Linked DNA regions of Hordeum vulgare: region 2 is linked to region 1. Evidence: chromatin contacts called from public Hi-C data. All regions are on one chromosome and are shown on one strand. The core of a region is the stretch at or near the end of the contact, and the rest is flanking DNA. Distances in the headings are between cores, read along the strand shown.

Region 1 (6,969 bases), core at 2,524-5,023:
GGTCCTAGATGTCAAGGGAGAATACTATTGTCATTCGATGGAAAAGATATGAAATGATATAGTGTAAAAAAGATGCATATATGTGCATGTAACTCGTGTCTACATTTTGTAAATATGTTCGACAAAGCACGACGGATGAGATGGTGTAATATATTTGTGACGATGTGCAATGTAGTTGTTCCTTTATTGTTGTGTATGTATCATCCAATTTAGTGAAAAAAATAAATTAAAAAATATCCAAAACAAATAAATGGGAAAATAGGGGGCAACAAAATAGCCCCATCCAATTTAGTGCAAAACCCTAAACCAAAAATTGCTCAAAAAAGAAAAAACAACGAAGAAATAGCCCCGGTTCGTAATACGAACCGGGACTAATACCCCTCCCCCCTCGCTCCCAGCCCCGCCACGTGAAAGGCCATTAGCCCCGGTTCGGGGCCGAACCGGGGCTAACATTAGTCCCGATTGATTAGTCCCAGTTCCCGAATCGGGACTAATGACCCAACCGAATCGGGGCTAAAGGCCCTTTTTCTACTACTGGAGGGTCCCGTACTGTGTAACCTGTAATAACAAGAAAACATTTCGGAGAACAAGGCAATCTGGTCATATGGTGCTACAAGACAGAACGTGATTGGGGAGTTATGCTATATTACTTGTTTAACATTAGAAACATCTTCTGAAGAAAATAATTCCTCTATGGGTTCCTTTCTTTGGGTTGCTACGCTAAGTGTAGACGCAACAACCACATATCCGCACTATGCAGGTGATGGTTACTTCAGGGAGATAACCTCAGATTTTGTTAGTGATCACCTAATTATTTTTAATTCCTTTGTGGCCAACCAATTGTTTTCTTACGAACGCTAGATTTTGGCTTCACCCATCTGTGGTACGTACCCAGATGACCCGGTCGTGACAATCGCACATGTGCTCCTTTACCCTCTAGTTGAACAATCGGGAACATAGAGGGTAAACATAGTAGCAAGACAACCCAACTTGACCAAATCCACGGGAAAAAATTCTAAAGGCCAAATTTGCACAAGTGTACATAACCATAAATGTTTTCAAGAGCCTCGTGAGTGACCCACCATGAGATGTGTCTCATGGCAGATTGTCCAACAATGTTTCATCAATAGACAACTAGAGCATAAGAGCAAGAGACAATGATATCAAGTCGGAGGACCAGGAAAAAAATGTCACCAAGGAAAGATAAGCCAAGGCAATCAAATAAACCTTTGGACCAAGAGTTATCAATGTGTGGGATGCGAACATCCCTTGCTCGTTGGTGCTATCTCGTCTCATGCGAAGACCACACATGGATGAGGATGGAGTCAAAAGACTATTGTTTCATATGATTATATCTCCACCACAGGAACACCTTCACAAAATACATGCAAACTTGACCCAAAAAATTCATCCGTCCTAAATTTTTTGTTTTAGATTTGTTTAGATGTGAATGTATCTAGTCAAGTTTTAGTATTTAAATACATCCATTTTTAGAGAAAGTTAAGACAAAAATTTTGAGACGAAAGGAGTAATATACACAGGGAATGTCAATTGAAGCACCAACCCCCTCCTCCCGCATCTAGCATCATACCCGACACTCAAGCGAGGGAGGCAATGATGAAAAAAACTAAGCAACTCTTTCTCTCACGTAGGGGTAAAACAATTGTATGAATTTAGGTGGATAAAATTTTGATATGAAAAATACACATGGTATTACTAGTACAAGGGAATTACTATCATAGATCTTGTTGAAGCCCTAATGAAATGGTTATTTCATAGTAGACTGAATTCCAGTTTTTTCCCACAAATGCCGAAGTAGGAAGTAAAAACAGAAATTCACTTATCATAGATTTTGTGCAAGACATGCTTTCTTTTTATGTCCACATTTCCTATATCAAAAATTATGTTGGTTAATTGACACCCAAACTACATTTCAAAAACTGAGTAATTTATTAGCCATCTATACTAGCTAGCTACTTTTGAAACGGCTACAAAAATATATGATATTGAATTCGAGTTGGAAGATATGATTAAGAAAGTTAAATGATAAAGTATATAGTACTCTGTTTGTAACTTAATATAAGACATTTTTTGTGACACTGGGACAATGTGAGAAATTGCTTATATTAGGACAGTACTAGGCGCCGGCAGGTCGGCCGAAATTTCGGCCGGTCAGCCCGAGTCGCTTGATTAAATCGTGCAATGCCGCCTGATTGGAACCCTACATCATCTTCTTCCTTCCCCTCATCTACGATTCTCTGCAAGAAACAAAAAAGGGCGTATCAGCTCGCATCGGGGAAGGCCACGTGTCTTCTTCCCCGCGCGCTGAGAGATCAAAGTCTCGTGTTGGCCTCGCCATCGATTGCAATAAAAGAACCAGACGACATTCGTTGCAACTCCATGTGTGCTTGTACTTGCAACCTCGCCGACGATGAGCCCGTACAACACCGCGACACACGGCTGTAACAACTTCAAAGTGGTTGCAGCTCTTGCAACCATGGATGAAACTTCTTAATTGTATTGTTGTAGCATTCGCCCGACAATGGTGTCACTGATTGCAACTCTCGCAAACGTGGATGAAGCATTTCCATTGTACAGTTGTAGCATCCGTCAACCTATGTCGACGTCGGTTGCAGCTCCTGTGTAAATGAGTTGCAACTCTGCATAAATTGGATGTAGCTTCTTCAGATACGGTTGTAACAAATGACTATGACCGCGTCTTCGGTTGCATCTCCGGTTCCAGCAAAAACCATTGCCGGATGCAACATCTCCCAACGTCGGTTCGAGCATATATGAGAGCTTGTTGCGACATCCACATCCGACGGTTTGGGGAAATCCATGGTCGAAAGCACCGGCGGAGCGATCGTAGTTTTGCAGCACGCTGGTCGTCGTCGCCATCGCTGGTTGTCTCTCGTCACGCAGCAAAAACGGGAGTGGTGTGGGAAGATTAGCTCGCGAGCTGGGGGATGGCAACCATTGCCGCTCGATAGCTCATCTCCGACGAGATGTTGTCGTGTTCTCTACAAGGAGGTTGCAGCAGAGAGGAAAGTGCAGCGCGAGGCAGGGTGTAGGTGAGAAGATACTAAGAGAGAAAAGAGGATGAGCAGTTTGGATGGGTTCCCGTTCCATTGGTGTCGCAATCTTAATCGATGGATGTTGCACATCAAGAATTTTATAATAGTTCACCCAAAAAAATTTATAATAGTTCACCCGAAACGCTAGATTTGTCTCTCATTCCACATCAAGAATTTTATAATAGTTCACCCAAAAAAGAAAATTATGGTACCACTAGTTGGTCTCGTTAAGATAAAGCTGATGTTATTCATTGTAATACTTCCTTCATTCAAAAAAATTGTCGTAGAAATAAATATATTTCGATGTATTTTAGTTTTACATATATATATTTGTATTTATCTAGATACATCTATTTTTATCTATTTTTATAATAAGTAATTTCGGATGAAGAAAATAAATGCTTATCCATCGGACAAGCAAGGGGGCCAAAAATGATGCCAGCTCTGAACCCACGAGTACGACAGTGGTCCTGCTAGCTAGCTCACGCTCGCGAGGGGCCACTCGCTTATTTCCAGTTTTGCCGGGAGAAACATGCTCGTGGTTTGGTTTCCGGCTGGACTGGGTGGAGGAAAAGGATCGTGTCAAAGGCCACGTGGCAAAACGCCAGCCTAGATTTAGATTGCATCTCTCTCCATCTCTCTGATCGCGCTCTCCAGCCACAAGAAAATCGTCTCAAGACTCCAAGACATCTTTTGCTTGGCGCACAGCTTACCTAACGCACCGTCCCGGGGCCCACTTGTATGTCGACCCATTCTCCTAGACGTTGTAATCGGCTAAATCTAGGACCAGAATAGCAATATGCGGTTCGTTTTAAATTCATTAGAGAAACTTCAACGGGTCAATCCAAACGGATGGTGATTTTGTTCGTGTTTTGTCCGTTTGGGTCGGCTAGGCGGATACGAACGTCCGCTTTCGTAAATGGGTCAGCGCATGCCAACGCTGGCCGGACCTATTTTTGCCGGCGTCCGGAAAAAATTACATAAATGCATAATTAAACATTAAAAGCCGGTCACGAAGGCCGGCGAGAGTCCACGCGTCCGCATTACACTAAATAAACATAAATAGAAAACCTAAAACTACGAGGACAGCCCTAGGCAGCGTCGTTGTCGTCATCGGGGCCGGTGAGGTCGACCAGCGTAGGCGCAGGGCTAGCCCAGTGGAACGTCGAGTTCTAGAGCGCAGCTGCCTGCGCCTACATCGTCTGTCCTGCCGGCGCGGGCTTTGCTGGTGGTGGTGGCAGCGTAGTAGCACGGGCACACTACTCCGCCTCCGCCTCCCATCGTTCCTCCTCCGCCTCCTTCTCCACCTCCATAAGCCGAAGGCCTTCGACGCGCTCCGCCCATAGGTGTTGCGCCCTCTAGTGCTCGAGTTACACTTGATCCTGCTGCGGTGTCGCGCCCAGCCAGATGGGCAGCGCAGTGACTAACTCCTGGACGACGTCGGTCCACTGGTACACTTCCCGCGGCTCCGTGCGCTCGGGCTTCGGTTGAGGTGGCACGACGCAGTCGGCGGCGGCCGACAGCGCGATGGCCTCCGCGAGCTGTTGCTGGTACGCCGCTTCCTCATCGGCCCTGCGTCGCGCTTCCTTCTCGCTGTCGTGGAGAACAGCAGCAAGCGCCGCCTGGTAGGCGGCCTCAGCCTCCTGATCCTCGTCGCTGACGATAGGAGGGGGGCGACGGAGGGCCTCACGCCACGACGATGCTGCGCCTCGTGCTTCACAGTGAACCACACCTCCCAGTTAGGGGAGTCGTACGCATACGTAAGGTATCGCCACTGCTCCGCCGTCAGCAGACGACGACGGCGGCTCACCTCCTCCGCATGCACCCGCGTCAACCGCGGCACGGCCGGCACCGGAATCCTCTCCGGATCCAGATGCCAGCCGTGCGGCAGCATGGCATCGGGGTAAGGGAGCAGCACCCGGTGCTCGTAGTGCCACCGCGCTTGGTGCACCGGGACGCTCACGCGCTCGCAAGGCCGGTGGGAAGACGACGGCGGGGAGATGACGCAGGGGTAGAGCGGGGCCTTGCCCTTGTTTGGGAAGCCGCCGACCATGGTGCTAGGGTTTTTGTCTCTTGGTCGTCGAGGAGGTGGCTGGATGTGGACGGGCGGGGTTCTGGAAGCAGATGGCGGAACCCATCGCATGCTCGGATTAAATATAGCCGGCCGTCATAAATAATGTTGACCGCGGTGGTTGGGGGCGGACACCGAGAGGGCGCGCGTGCGTCCGCGGCGCATTTCAGTTCCAAATTTGGGTTGGAAATGGGTCGGCGCGGACGCGAAGCGGACGCGTTTTGGCAATGGATCGACGCGTTGGGTCATCATTTTTGTCTACGCCGACCCAAACGAACGGCGGCAGACGAAATGGGTCGCCTCATTGAAATTGCTCTTATACTTCGTATGTGGTAGTGCTTTGTTGATTATTTGTGCCGTCTTGTACAATGTTTGTTTAGCTGTGAGTCTAATTGGTTCGTGTGGTCACATGATTCGACTATTTTATACTCTCTTCGTTTCAGAATACAAATTTTTTAAAAGATTTCACTACAGCCTAGATATAGATGTATATAAACATAATTTAAAGTATAAATTCATTCATTTTGTCTCATACGTAATCCATAATAAAATTTCTAAAAATACTTATATTTAGAAAAAAAGAGATTAATTAAGAGAAATCTAATGTGAGGGCGTTATCTACTCTCTTTGTTCCTAAATATAAGTCTTTCTATAAATTCAACTAAATACTACATACAGATGTATATAGACATAATTTAGAATACAAGATTTAACCTGGCTTTTAACTTGGACCTGCTATATAATACATATTTGTAAGCGAGCTATGTATGTACTATTGATATCTGATCTTAGCATGTACTATTATATATGTAAAGTACGATTTGCAGTTTTAAATTGGCACTGATAATTAATGCATCTGATCTATGCCGTCTTGTTAAAGGAAACACTCGGCAAAACCATTCTAATTAACTGAGACCACAAATATGAATACTAAAATATGCGCAAGAGCAGATAAAACATAGGGTCACCAACATGGATACAAATATTCTGGAACACCATGAATTGATGCAACAAAAGTTTCTTGTTCTCTTCATTTTGAGAAAACAGAGCAGAATAGAAAAATAGATAGATATACTGGTGGAATGTGTCTACATTAGGTATTGTCCGACCCTTTTTACACCTAAGTAGAGTAATAAGCCTGAATAAGGCAGCTGTTAGAGTGAGCGTGGTCATTAAGATAACTGGTCTCAAAATGCATAGATAGTTTTCCAAATACATAGTAGAATCACACATTGCCGCAGGTCAGTTAAAATAATACTCCACCTAATCAATAAAACAATGTTGCAAGCGATGATTAGGGGATAACGAAGTTCGAACATGGGAGAACTAAGAATTAAGAATCACATAGGAGAATTAAGAATTAAGAATCACATGGGACAATTCTTACACAAAGTTCGAACATGAAATATATTTTTGGTTGGATCACGAAGCTCGTTTTAATTTTGAAAAAAGGAAGAATGATGCATCTGCAAACCAAGATCTTGGTAAAAGGCAACTTATTGAAGTTGTGGTTCAGTAAAGACTCACAATCACTTCTTTGTGTGAATCCAACGTCTTCCAAGCAACATACTTTAACCAGAAGCGTGAGTCTATTTTGTGACCATACATTTCCGCAGTGGGGACAGACGGGATGAAATCCCTCATATTTGAACTAAATATTCTTTCGTTCACTTTGTAAAATAGCAGGACATCGTTGTACCTCATTTAATGTAAGTAAATCTTATTTGGCCTAGCAAAAATAGAACCTGAATGTGTGCCTCCCAAAAAGCAACGAAGCACATTTGTTTTTTTCACCTTTGGGAAACATCAAAAGAAAACGCAAGC
Region 2 (6,735 bases), core at 3,372-5,871, 430 kb after region 1:
ACAACGATCTGTGATCCCTTCACGACTTCACCTAGAAAAAGAGGGAGATCGTGATCCTTTCGATTCTCGACAGCTCGTACCCGTTTCATCAAACACATGAATTTTCGAGGCTCCCAGCCCTAGCTCGCGGCCGCTGAAACGCCGTACTCTAGCCTGCAGGTCCGCCTTCGCCCATCTACCTCTTGCTAATTCGGTAATTCCTAATTCTCTTCTCCTAATCTCCTTTCTAATTTAGGTCACATCTGATTTCAGTTCAAGGGGCCACAATTGTCACGTTACATTATGCATCGAGAAGAAATTATTGGATGGGATTGACATCAACCCCATCATAAGAAATTTTGCATCCAGGAATGTTAGAATTTTTTTAAGATAATATGTATAAATTATTTGATTCACATACTGATTTTGAATGCATTGGAGTGTTATTTTAAATTTTTGTATATACATTTTTTTTACTATGGTGTGTTTATTAAGGGCCCCAAACTTTAGTTTCGTCCCAGGCCCTAAAAATCTTAGGAATGGCCCTGCCGGCGACCCAGCTCTTTTGGATGGGATTGTTGCCGGCGATGACAGGAGTGGATGGGGCATTGCGAGATGGCGACGTTGCTATCGAAGAAACCGAACGGACTATGAGAGGTGAGAGAGAGGGAGTGGGTGTGAATTGACAAGGAAGTTGATGAGAGGGGGCATGTGGAGTTATGAGCCGACGCGTCGTCTCCCACGTGTGCAGGCTCTCGCCACACGTGGCTCGAACGAGCCTGGCTTACAAAAAACGACCGATTAACCTATTCCTCGAGAGTGAGGCCCAAGACTGCTTTAAGCTACGTGCATACCAACTTTTTCATAAGAGTCAGTTTTCTTTTTTGAGTAATTTCCATGCGAGTCATGTAACCAAACAACTAAAAATATCCCGTATGAGTCTGGTTAGAGCATCTCCAACATCCTTTGTATATTTGCACTCACTTGTTATTTTACAAATCTTGATCAAAAAACCTTCTCCAACAGCCTTTGTATAAATGGTCCTCTATCAATTTGTTTTTACAAAACTTGTTATATTTGCACCCACACTTTGCATATTTGCGAAGCCAAATTCCACTTTGTAAATTTTGAGCAAACCTTCTAAAGCCTTACTTTGTCTCAATGACAGGTGGGTCCGTGTACTAATGTGTGTGTTGCGCGTGCGTTGTGTGTGTGCGTGTGTGTACATGTGTGCTGCATGTGTACGTGTGTTGCATGTGTATAAGTGTACGCGTGTGTGCATGTGTACGTGGATGCGAGTTGTGCTAAAAATACATATACATGTACGTATGATAGTGGGCAATGTGTCTATGACAAACTGTCCCCACATGTTATTGTGTGTTTTGAGAAAATATTACAATCTAATATACAAACGCTACCAAAGCAAAAAAATATGTTGGCTTTGTAAACCTTCTTTCTTCTTTTGCTATAACAAATTTTTAACAATCTACTTCCTCCGTTCCTAAATATAAGTCTTTTAAGGGATTTTACTAGGAGTCTACATACGGAACAAAATGAGTGAATCTACATTTTAAAATATGTCTATATACATCCGTATGTAGCCTACTAGTGAAATGTCTAAAAAGACTTATATTTAGGAACGGAGTCTCTCTCTAATAATAAAGCGTCTAAGGCTTCTGTTGTCCGTAGTGGCTATTTTACAGAAAGGCCCCTGATGTTTGCTGAAATCAACCCGCAGTACTGTTTTAGTCAGAAAAATGAATCGTTTTTTTGAATGTTTCAGAAAACCCCGTGATATTTCAGGTAATCAACCCGCAGTCCGGATTTAAGTCAGAAAACGAATCGTTTTTTGCTTTTCTCAGAAAACCCATTGATGTTTTAGGTAAATAACCCGCCCTCCATTTTTAAGTCAGTCAAAACGTTTTTTTTGTTTTAACAAAAAAACCCCAACTTTTCAGTTAATCAGTCCACATTTTATCTAAAACAAAAGTATTCATATTTTTTAAACCGTAACTCCGATTTTAACATGTTATATATGAAATTTGATTAAAAAAATGTAGAATCTAAATAGGATGTTATTTTTAGCTGTTCAATACTTATTAAATATTATTTTTGATGCAAACTTAATTTGTAGTGCACAATCCTTTTTTTTCTCTCTTTCCAACGACGATACGAATTGCAATAAACATCCATTAAATTAAAACCAAATTGAAAGGAAAGAAAACCATCGTTAACCACACATGCACACCTTTAGAAAACCTCATGAGGAGAAACAACATATTTATCATCTTATTTCGAGTGATTGTACATTCAAACGCATTTTCGTTGTATGAGCACTAATGTCATCATCGGCAACACAAATGTGTTATCATGTGAAAATATATTACGTTCAGAGCGTGTGTTATTTTCTCTTGCGTTGCAACGCACGGGCTCTTTTGCTAGTAATATATAAAGGCTATTGGTGATGCTCTTAGAGCATCTCTAGTAGAACCCTCAAACCCTTAAATGTAAAATCAGTTTTAAGGGTTGAGAATTGCCCATTTTTGACACTTTTAAGGGTTGAAAAACAAGGGCAAAGACTAGAACCCTCAAACCCAACCCTTATAACGGAATATTCCGTTATAAGGGTTGGGTTTGAGGGTTCTACTCTTTACCCCAACCCCAAACCTTACAACTGTCATTTCATATATCACACATTTCATCACATTTCATCATATGACATATCACAAATTCAATCACATTTGACATAAAACAATAATCATTCTAGTTATTATTACAGCACCGAATAAAACAATAATCATTCAAATTATTACAACAATGTTTGAGCAAATTACAACATAAAACAATGTTTGAGCAAATTACAACAATTGTTCGAATCAAATAGGACATAGAAAAGTAAAACAAAGATACATCATGGGCCAATACGCCGCCCATCCAACTGCCAGTGGTGCTCTACTAGACCATCCCGGAGACGACCATGAGTGGTTGCATCCTCAATCTCACGATGTGCTTCAAGAAAGGCGTGTATGCGAGAAGGGTTTCTTTCCGGTTGCACACACGTACCAACATTGTCATAGAAACAAGGGAGGTTTAACCCTCTCTCATCCTCTAAGATCATGTTGTGTAGAATCACACAACATTTCATGATGTTCACCAAGGTTTTCTTGTCCCAAAACTGAGCTGGACCCCGAACTATGGCAACCCTTGCTTGTAAAACACCAAAAGCTCTCTCAATATCTTTGCGGGCTGCCTCTTGTGCCTTGGTGAAATGAGCCTCTTTTCTTGTTAAGGGCACCCCATTTTTCTCCTTGATGGACTTCACAAGAGTTGCCCATGCGGGATAGATGCCATCGGTGAGATAGTATCCCATTGAATACTCATTGTTCATGATTTTGTAGTTGCAAGCTGGAGCATCCCCAGAAATGAAGAAAAAAGCAAAAATTCGAACCTGCAGAGGGTTGGCCGGGACGGGGCGGCGGCGCTGGGAGGGGCGGCCGGCACGGGGCGGCGGAGCGGAGGGCCGGCCGGGGCGGAGGCGCTGCGGAGGGCCGGCGTGGACGGGCTGCGGAGGGCGGGGCGGAGGCGCTGCGGAGGCAGGCGTGGACAGGGCGGCGGCGGAGGGACGACCGGGGCGTGGCGGCGGAGGGACGGCCGGGGCGGCGGCGGCAGAGGGCGGCCGGGGCGGGGCGTGGCGGCGGAGGGACGGCCGCGCGATGCGAACGGGGCAGGCGGCGGAGGGCGGGCCGGCGGCGGCAGAGGGCGGCCGGGGCGGGGCGCAGGCGGCGGAGGGCGGCTGGGGCGGGGCGGCGGCGGATCGAGGGAGGGGCGGCGGAGCGGAGCGGCGGCGGCGCTGCGGAGGGATGGAAGGAAGCTGAAACTTCCTCCCGCGCTCGCGAGGAAATGGAGTGCAGGTTGGGGGGAGAAACTCCCCCCAACCCTCACTTCTACATGCTGCGATGGCGTTTGAGGGTCGGACCTTTAAAAATATTTACGGGTTTAAGGGTTTAAGGGTTCTAGTCTACGCCGTTTTTCAAACGAAAACTGAAAAAAATATTATTTTTAAGGGTTTGGGAGTTTGAGGGCTCTACGAGAGATGCTCTTAGGTGGCAACCCGTCCGTGGAGATGCTCCCAGCTGCGGTTGTAGTGATGGTTGGCAAGTTTAAGGGCTGAGGCGAAATACTAGTTAGGCAGGGGTGTTTTCCGGGTACGGAGGCAAATAAGGTGGGAGGATAGAGCGCAATATTTGAGTAAAGGATCCTTAGGGCCGACGTGGCGCAGCGGCAGCCTTGATTTAGATAAGCACCCTCTCCAGCCACACGTTTCCGCCTCCACTCAACCTTTTGCTTGGCCCATCTGCTCACACCTCACCAGCCCGGCCCCACCATAGCACTGACCGGCGGGCCCCATCCGTTCGTCTGGCCCGCCCGTCATTGTGTCGCTTTGGTCGTTAAGTAGAGGAATCCCCTCCTCATTTCCTCTTCTCCCCTTCCACCACAATTATAAGCAGCAGCAGCCGCCTAGACGCTTCGTCGCGTCCACAAGAACAGCGCCCCCCCCCCCCCCCCCCCCGCCGTCCCCCCCCCCCCCCCCCCCCTCCCCCGAGGTTTGTGCTTCCTCTGTAGATTTGTTCTCCCCTCAATTGATGTACTCTTTGCTCTCCCTGTGAGATTTCGTTCGTAAGGCTAGTTCTTTTTCTACTTCTGCCGGTAGCTAGCTTTGTGTTCTTCAACTGTTCTTGTATATGTGTGGCCGAAAGAAAAATAAATAAAAGAACTAGCTAGTTTTCGGATTTGATCTTTCTTCATTGGGCTCAGGGCATCATGAGATCTGTGATACTTCCGTTTCACTATTGTCGTGATTTGCTTTTCAAGACCAGAAAATTAATAACTCGTGTGCACGGAATTTATTAATCGGTCAGAGTGTATGATACGAGTAGCAGCAGCCCTGTAAAAAGTTCTGCCTTTCGCTTAGCTTTGAAAGAAACAGAAATCGTTTTTGATGCTTAGATTTGATTACTTGTCCCTTTCTGCTCGGGTATTTGCAAACTGCTTAACCCTGGATTAAAAGAAATCCTGAATCGATGAATCATAACTCCACTAGTCACCCATGAATACAAAATTTGCTTGTCTGACATACATGTAGTTTGGTTGATGTTTTAATAGTGTCATACCTCTTCAGATGAGTAGCATGTCGTGTTATATCCTGCCAGAATGTGGAAGCATCTTCCCATCTGGCGATGAACTCGTTGAGAATCAAAAGACAGAGCAAGGGAATTACTGGACGCAGTGGAATTCAAGGATGTCTGATGATTTCAACACAACAAGCATATACTCACATGAGCCTGAGAATGGAGTCGAACAATGTTTCGACCACGCCGATGAACATGAGAGGAGCAGCCAACAGGAGAGGTCTTCAGCGCGTGCCAGAGTTGCATCTTCAGATTGTAGCACAGGGCCTTCGGAAGATCAATCTGAGGGGCCAGCACAGTTGGAGCTACAGCACACCAAGGAAACGAACGACATCTTCTTGTATGTACACAACACTAGTGCAGTGCTTTACTAAAGCCTCATATAGAAAGTAATGTGCGAGTGATCGCTGTAGGTCTTATGCATGGTTGTAAACCCATCTGTCCAAAACCTTTTTCAGGAGTCAATTTTCGGATGATGAAATGAGGATGATGGATGCGCCATTTCAGGCACTTGATATGTTCCCTGGCTCCATGCACAGGCTGCTGTCCTATGAGAACATGCTGAGTGGAGTATTAACCGATTCCCAAAATCAAGAAGCAAATCCGGGTCATAATGAAATGGACACCATGGATACTTGCGGCTTTCCTTTGTTCAGCCATGACTTGCAAAATGATCCTAGCAGCGCTGATGGGAGCTTACGAACACTACTAAGTGCCTCCCAGGACAAGGTATAATCTTTTTCCAGTGCACAAGATTGTTTGTCCAAGGATCTATAGTTACTGAATAAACTACTTATCTGACTTGAACTATTTTTTATATATTAAATTGCAGGCTGAGGTGAGCACCATGAAGAGGAGCAGGTCAGTGGCTGAGATTGAGAGCTCCTCGAATGGGGAAGTAGCAGTGCTTGAGGAGCTCGAAGATGTCATGTTTCAGGTATGTCCACCAGAAGAGGGGTCACCATTTTGGCACGTCCAGCTAGTTCATGTAACCTTTGCATCTTTACATGTCTGTAACTATGAAACATCTTCTTCTGAAGCTGACAAAGAAGACACGTGTATGCCTCCGTGACGCTTTCTACAGGCTGGCTGAAAGCTCAGAAGCGCAGTGCACTGCTGCAAATGGAGGAACAGTCACTTGCTCAAACGAGCAAAGTTTTCAGCAATCAGAGGGCACTGAATCTAGGTACAGAGTCTGGAGCAATTATAGATTTTTTACCATGTTATGCTTCCTGATACTAGTACGGCCCAGTTTTTCTGTAGTCTGAATGTGTTGCTAATCCTAATGGTTCTCACTGGACAATTTCAGCACCTCAACATCAGACCGTGCAGAACGGGAGACGAACGCAATAGACAGAACTGTGGCGATCCTCGCGTTCAAGCCTGCTGGCTCAGCTACACGGGAATGAATGCTGCGCTGATGATCCTGAGTCATCCATGCCTGGCTGGATCATCAAAGGTGAAGGAGGAGGCTTAGCGTTCGAAAGTACTTCCGTCCGCATCCTCGTCATTTTGCTTAATGTAGAGATGTAAATGTACTACATAGGTTGCTAGGACATTTTGTTCT

Evidence for each region. Hi-C and Micro-C count contacts between places; a contact is called where the count stands out from the background.
Region 2: a contact with region 1 is called in a Hi-C map of leaf, with 2.8 times the contacts expected there. The contact joins the promoter of LOC123443562 here to the enhancer-like site in region 1. A contact is called at or near these places in 1 of 6 Hi-C or Micro-C datasets (leaf) and 1 of 1 datasets of contacts at active chromatin or transcription factors (embryo).

What each region holds. Positions count from the first base shown.
Region 1 is chr3H:223,910,353-223,917,321 of MorexV3_pseudomolecules_assembly, forward strand. No RefSeq gene overlaps it. Among protein-coding and RNA genes, the nearest start is that of LOC123439822, 45 kb to the left of the region's middle. Within about 2 kb of position 3,774, at least 3 of the 3 cell types and tissues checked have open chromatin away from gene starts, as enhancers often do. A contact at or near this core is called in leaf, where this site is marked.
Region 2 is chr3H:224,336,626-224,343,360 of MorexV3_pseudomolecules_assembly, forward strand. LOC123443562 (protein LNK4-like) reads left to right here and starts at 4,622. Exons shown (of 5, transcript XM_045119984.1): 1 at 4,622-5,508; 2 at 5,627-5,897; 3 at 6,001-6,105; 4 at 6,209-6,354; 5 at 6,478-6,735. The coding sequence starts at 5,159. The coding sequence ends at 6,577.